2 separate regions of the Mus musculus genome follow, and region 1 is linked to region 2. The links are chromatin contacts, called in public promoter capture Hi-C maps. All regions are on one chromosome and are shown on one strand. The core of a region is the stretch at or near the end of the contact, and the rest is flanking DNA. Distances in the headings are between cores, read along the strand shown. Region 1 overlaps Col23a1 (collagen, type XXIII, alpha 1). Region 2 holds the start of Prop1 (paired like homeodomain factor 1).

Region 1 (3,618 bases), core at 452-2,951, 480 kb before region 2:
GGTTAATTTACAGTCACACACCACACAAAGGTGTTTGTCACAGATGAGCTGTCTGTGACATCATGGTCCCAGCAGATGATGGCAGAGCTGAACTATGCCTCTTGCTCAGTGACTCTGTGGGAATTAAAACACTAGTCTGAAACCCATTCCTCCCACGCTCCCATTGTATGCACACCTACAGTGCGGACTGGACCAGGCAAGGGCGTATCAGTGAGGAGTGAGGTGTACCCCGTTCTAGTATAAGTATCTGCTATAGGTAGTTAATGACAGGGGGAGGAAGAGACAGTTTCATCAGTGGCGTAGCCACTTGGTGAGGTGCCCATGGTCCTATAAATAAGCCCTCAGCTATGTTCCTCCTGTAAGCTACACTAGCGAAACTCCCTGGTTTATTAAAAAAAGAAAGAAAGAAGAAAGAAAAGACATGATGGGTAGTTGGAAAGAAAGGGGATCAGTGGGAGGATAATGGGGTGACTATTATGAAAATACATTATAGACATGTATACATATTTTATAATGAAACCCACTATCATGCATATATCATTTATGCCAATAAAAACTTAATACAAAATAAAACAACAGCACCTGTAGTTATATACAGTCCATGTGGCCTAACAACAATTATAAAGTGGCCCATGTATTTACTACACACATACACACACACACACACACACACACACACACACACACACACACACACACACATACACAAATATAAAGTTTATATATAAAGTTTGTTTGTGAAGCAAGTCAGCCGCTGCCTCAATCATGTGTTTCCTGCATCAAGAAGCTGTCTTGGAAAGTGTCCGGAGGCCACACAGGTCCCTCTCAATGTATCCTGTATCGTGATTACACTGATAAATTACCTATGGCTGTGTTGGCTGTGGTTCCCAGAATGAGTTCTGGTGTGAGGGATACAAGGCTGTGCGTGTGCACGAGGAGCTGAACTTGACCGTGATTACAGTCCCAGCTTGGAATAAACACACCACCAGACAGATGATCTTCCCAGACCCCATCCTGCTGCCCTGTGTCCGGGGAACCACACGGTTGTGTTAATGGTCCAACAGGATCCAGGTGTCAGCAGAGGACACGCTGTGCAGAGACATGGTGGGGGTGGGGCTGCACAGCAGCTGGTCCCCCATGACTCCCCCATCAGCACCACAGACCTTGGACTCATTGCGTCCCTCTGAGCCTTGAGGTTTCAGTTTCTCTTTCTGTAAAACAAAGACTTTCTCTAGGGGTCCTCCAAGCTTGCCAATGCTATAAAAACAGATTGTTCTGTTCGCTCACTTTTTCTCTCTTTTTCATTATGTAGCCCAGACTTGGCTCAAACTTGAAGACCTGCCTTAGCCTTCTAAGAGTGCTGGGGTGACGGGTGTGTGTCCCTAGGCCTGGCCCTAAGCAGGATTCCAAAGTACACACATTTGATACTACGGACCCACCGGTTCCATAGTGGAACCATTTCTCAGCCTTGGCTGGGAAAACTGAGGTATATCTAGCCAAGTACCTCCTCTACCCCAGGGTCCTTTAGCTGGAATCTCCACCTCATCCAAGCAGGGGCCCTTCTGATTCACAGCAGGTAAGAGCCAGCATGCTTAAGAACAGAGTTCCTGGGCAACTGGGAAGAGATCCAAGCTAGGAGGTCTTGGTGGTTTATGGTTCAGGGGTGCAGCACTTACTAGCACGTACAGAGCCCTAGGTCCCATTGTTAGCTTCTCTCTCAAGTACCATGACTCAGTCTCAACCCTGTCCTTCCTCTCTCTGCTCCTCCTCTCAGAATCTGTGCCAGAGAAGTCTTGTGGCCCTGGGGACTGAGGCACCGAAGGTTCAGAGGCCACAGCTATGTGGGTGGCTCAGACAGAGGCAGGCAGTGGCCAAGTGTGACCCACTGGAGAATCACATCATTCAACATTGTCACCATGTTCCTGAATCCCAGCTCCCAGGAGCCTGGTGGAGCAAGACTGTCACGCCTCTGGCTTTTCATCTATTCTCCCTTAGAAGCAGCCGTGGATCACTCTCCTTGTGGTTACTGAAGGCATAGGAAGGATGGACTGTTTCCATCTAATGCTAACGGTAAACCACCAAAGAGCTCAAACCATCCCTCGTTCTGGAGCTGTATAGTTAGTGAATTGCAGGAGAGAGGCACCCAAACAAGTCATTACAGTTGTAGGATGCAGTGCCTATGGTGTTTACAGTTAAATTGTGAGCTGGGAGCACGGCTCTGTTAGTACGGCGTTTGCCTAGCATATAGTGAGCCTTGGGTTCGACTCTCAGCCCTGCATGAAACTTGGCATGGAGGCATATGCCTGTAGTCCCAGCACTAGGGAGGTGGAGGTAGGAGGCTCGCTGTTTAAGGTTATTGTCAATTAAATAATTGTAATCATGTAAAGCTGTAACTATAGACATGATATTGAACAGATGTCTTCTTTTGACCTCCATTCTTGGCACACTTTCTCCTTCTTGTGTCTCCATTTGTGTTCTGTTGCTGTAACATAATACCTGAGGCAGGACACTTTGTAGAGACAGGAGATTGGTTGAGTTCTAGAGGCTGGGCCATCTTGCCTGCCCCCACAACATGTTTTTCTTTGAGAAAACGAGAGATAGATAGATAGATAGATAGAGAGAGAGCAATAGAGATGGAACTTGCTCTTCTAGGAGTCACTCTGTGACAAGGATGTTAATTTACTCATGGAAGTATTAACTCCAGTCACCATCATTTCTAAGTCCCATCTCCCAACACTTGCTTAGGATTAAGTTTCCCAAACACAGCATCATGATACCCACAAGGAAACCGAGGTTCAGTGATGGCTGCTGAAAAAAATGGGCCTGCCATGGGGATCGCTAAGCTGTCTGGTGACCAGCATTACAGGATTAACGCTCACCTCAAATGGAAGACACTCCCTCCTTATCAGAGAGGCAAGCCGGAGCTTGCAGAGACTCAGTCGGTAGGGGAAGGAAGGAATGGAGCCGTGGCCTCAGACCTTCCTTAACTAGCAGCTAATCCAGAGTGTCAAGCACCAAGAGGTGGAGATGTCCATTTACACAGTGACACTTGGCAGCGTTGAATGACTTTCTTACTGTTGCATGGCTGTTAGAGCCTCCCTCTACGGAGCTTCCTCCTCAGCTGCTCAGGTTTAAGGTAAATCCATGCTTGTCTGCTGCCTCGAGGACCTAAGTCAGACAAGCCTCCCCTAAAGGAGTGCCCGTGCATTCATGCCAGAGGCAAGCATTACTCACACATGCTTCCTCAGCATCAATGCCAGGGCAGCCAGCAGTCCTCCTCAGGACTGAGGCCACCGGCTTTGACAACGCTTGTTAAAACAGCTTCGCTGCATTGGGCATTGGATGGTCAGCGAACTGAAAATCTGTCCCGCCTGCCTGCGATTCTGGGGCAAGTGCTGTGCTCTGTGGGATGCAGGCATGGGAATCACTAGGGTTTGCAGAGAAACCCTTTGATCCAGGGTCCCGGGTGTCCTGGGTGTGCTGCTGCCCGGGAAAGGCCGGTCAGTGGGAGAGCTGAGCAGCTGGGACCAGGACAGGCTGGTCCCAGCTTCACAGCTGCAGTCACCAGGGGTCCTGTGGGTCAGGACTAACAGTCCCTGGCGTTCTTCCTTAAAACAC
Region 2 (3,390 bases), core at 855-3,354:
GTGTACGAGTGTCTGGCCTGCATGGATGTCTGTACACCATGTGTGTCCCTGGTGGTCAGTAGGTTCAGAAGAAGGCATCGGATGCTCGGGTACTGGAGTTATAGATGATTGTCAGCTGCCTTGTGGGTGCTGGAGATCCAACCTGAGCCTTCTGCACGAGCAGCCAGTGCTCTTAACTGCTGGGCCATTACTCCAGCCCTAGTAAAACATGTCCTTCTCCTGGAGTTGACACCTGTGGGTTTTTTTTTTTATAGACCTACTTTATAGCCATATGATATATGCTGGATTGATTTCTAATTAGAGTCTTCATATGATCAAATCATTTTTTAAAGTAATTTTCTTAAAAAATTAATGACAATGGGAATTTAGCCTCCCTCTCTACAAAATATCTGAGGAACAAGGAGAGTAAAGATTTGTATTTTCAACCACAAGTTTCCTTCCACTCATTGAAGAGGGTGAGGAAGCTCTGTAAGGGGATGCAGACCAGGAGATGGGGACTGAGTGCTGGTTGCAGTTCTAAGTGCACTCAGTTCGGCTGTGGATCTTGGAAGGTCACAGGTTCTGATGCACTAGGAAGGTGAGGTCCAAGATTCTGACCCCAACAAGCTCCTGTGTGCTGCTGTTCTGTGGATCATATTGTGAGCATTAAGACCCTGAGGCCTGGGACCTATGAGATGGCTCAGTGGGTCAGGTCACTTGTTGCTGAACCAGAAGGTATGAATTTGATCCCTGAGACTCATATATTGGGGGGAACCCACTCCCCACAAATCTTCCTCTGACCTCCATGCACGAACCATGGCACCTATAGATGTGCACACACACACACACACACACACACACACACACACACTCTAACAATACCAAGTTAATTAGTCTTTCAAATGGACCTTGATGGTTATTCTGTTTTGACTAGTCTTGATGGTTTTAAGGGATGTGTTTGAGGAGTTAGTTTGACCTTGGAGATCAGGTTGTCCTATGGTGACAGTGAAGTTATGAAGGGACTCATGAGTCATCGGTTAGTGTGTGTCCTGAGAAGCAAGGACTTTATGGAGGGGTGGGAATCATATAGTGGAGATGGAAAGTCCTGGTTGTCAAAGAGTCCCCCGGTTTCAGTGTGTCTTGGAAAACCCTACTGTCTGTTCTAAGTTGTTGGCTTGCCCTTAAAAAAGAAAGATATCCTAAGGATACTAAGAACAGACTTCCATAGTCAAAATCACCTCAAGAGACAGCGCTGGGGGCACTAGCTTGTCCTGACCTCTCAGAGAAGCTAAGTATCAGGGTGTCCTTGAAGAATCAGAATGGCAGAGTCTGAGAAGCTGGATTCTCTTCAAGGTGAGACCTGAGGTCTCAGTTGGGCGGGATACACTTGGAACTGAAATGCTCTGGAGGATCAAGGTCACCTTGCCATGTCATGGTACCCTCAGGGTTCTGAATGAGCGAGGAGGTGATAATGAGGAAATCAGAGTGTACTCGGAACTCTGGGGTCTGGAAGCTTGCTGGTGAGGCTGAGTGAATCGGGGATCGGCTTGGGTCAGGGAGGGGCCAGCAGGTGTGGGATCTGATACCGGGTTTTATGGAGGGTGTGGGTGGGGATCACCTAGTAGTGCTTGAAGGTTCTTGGGCTTCAGTGTGTGCTGAGGGTCCTACTGTCCTAGGGCTACCAAGGTATCCGAGAGGACCAAGAGGACTGGCATACACTTGTGATTTTTCACCCTCAGAGTTTCCTGGGGGTAGTATGAGCATCGCTCACTCACATGCTGGGGTGTCATGCCTTCTTTCCACCCCATGTCCTCCTCTCCACTCGCCCTCCCTACAGTGGGGTTCAGAGGAGGGGTGTCTCAATAGGAATGTCTTCCCCCCCCCCCGTCCCCTGCCTGCTCCCAGAAGGGGGATTTAACAGGACAAAAGAATCTGGTCCCCTGGGAATATGAGCTCTTGGCCTCAGCCCCTGGACCCTCTGACAGAGCACCTTCTCTCATCTGACTTGTTATCCTCCCCCGAGCCAGGGGGCTCTGGTGACCAAGAAGTGATTGGATAGGCTCATGGGGCCAGGAGGAGGTCTCTTCTCCAAGACTAAAGGAGAAAGAAAGGCAGCGTGAGAACGTAAATAGAGAAAACAGAGCAGCATCGGGAAGTAGAGGCAGAGAGAAAACTGGGCAAAGCCAAGAGAGAGAGAGAATGAGATGTCAATTCAGAGGAAGGATGCAGGGTTAGGAAAAGGGGAAACTGTGAGAAAACAGGTATCTAGCTATATCTAGCTATACTACACACACACACACACACACACACACACACACACACAGAGCAAGGGACAGACTCAGAAAAAGGTAGAAGGTAGAAACAGGGAGAAGAGAGAACAGAAGACAAGACAAGATAGACAGAAGCAGAGAAAGACTTCGGGGAGTCACAGACTAGAGGACAGCAGGCTAGACCATCTTTGGTTTGGGTGGCTAGCCATGGAAGCTCAAAGAAGGAGCCATCAGGAAAAGCAAACGAAGGGTCATGCCTGTGGCCGATCCCTGCCTGAGCCACGAGTGGCCTCTGGGACTCTGATCTCCACGGTAGGTGAGTGAATCCCCAGGATGGGCTTGGGTCCCCGAGGGAGCAGCAGACGTGGGTCCGTGGGTCCGCATTGGCTTTGGAGAATGGTTTGTACTTCAGAAGGTTGACAGGTGGAAAGCAGAATTGGAGCTTTGGGGACCTTAGGAAGTGAGACAGCAGAAATCCTTCGCTTTACAGGTTGAGAAGTGAGGCCCTGGCTGAGGGAGTGGTGGAAAGGCACCGGCTCAGCACTGGGGCAGCAGCAAAGCGGAAGCCTTCTGGTTGCCCAAGGTCCCTTCTCCTCCGAGGGAGCTGGAGGGATAGGGTTTTCCTCCCTAGAGGGCAGTGCAGTGCCTGTCTGAAGACACTGGGTGCTTAGTTGGGGGGTGGGGGGAGCCACACCGTTAGTTTCCCCTGGGGACAGGTGTCTCTACACCAGACCCCTCCTTTCCTTGGCACCCACCTTCCCAGGTGTCTCCTCTTCCCTCTCTGTTCTCTGCCCTGGTGGCTCTTAGACTAATTAATGTGAGGGCTTAGGGAGCTTTTGGGGAAGAGAGGCAAGCCTTTCCCACGAGCTCAAGTTCCTGCAGGCTGGTGGCAGGGCCAGGGCAGAGGTAAGAATCAAGTCAAGAAGTTCACCCCAGGGTGGAGAATGTGTTTGCATGTAAGGGGGAGGGGGAACACTTCATCCTCTTGGGGGGGGTGGGGCAGACGGGGCGTGTGGAGGAGGAGAGACATATGAAGGAGGTGCTTGGGAAATGAAAACTGCGAGTGGCAGCCAGAGACGTCATTGATAGACAGCAAAGAGTACGCCCTCAAAGTGTGTCCTGTGGGTCATATGTATGCAGG

What was found. Promoter capture Hi-C pulls out the DNA fragments that hold promoters and counts their contacts.
Region 1: a contact with region 2 is called in a promoter capture Hi-C map of hippocampal neurons, with 2.9 times the contacts expected there. The contact joins the enhancer-like site here to the promoter of Prop1 in region 2. A contact is called at or near these places in 10 of 39 promoter capture datasets (the 3T3-L1 cell line, the C10 cell line, the HPC-7 cell line and 4 more) and 1 of 15 datasets of contacts at CTCF or cohesin (pro-B cells).

Annotation. Positions count from the first base shown.
Region 1 is chr11:51,429,669-51,433,286 of GRCm38.p6, reverse strand. All of the region lies in intron 2 of Col23a1 (collagen, type XXIII, alpha 1), which reads right to left. Among named protein-coding and RNA genes, the nearest start is that of Col23a1, 140 kb to the right of the region's middle. Within about 2 kb of position 1,701, at least 18 of the 459 cell types and tissues checked have an H3K27ac peak or open chromatin away from gene starts, as enhancers often do.
Region 2 is chr11:50,952,471-50,955,860 of GRCm38.p6, reverse strand. It overlaps Prop1 (paired like homeodomain factor 1), which reads left to right and starts at 2,104. Exons shown (of 3, transcript NM_008936.2): 1 at 2,104-2,565. The coding sequence starts at 2,457.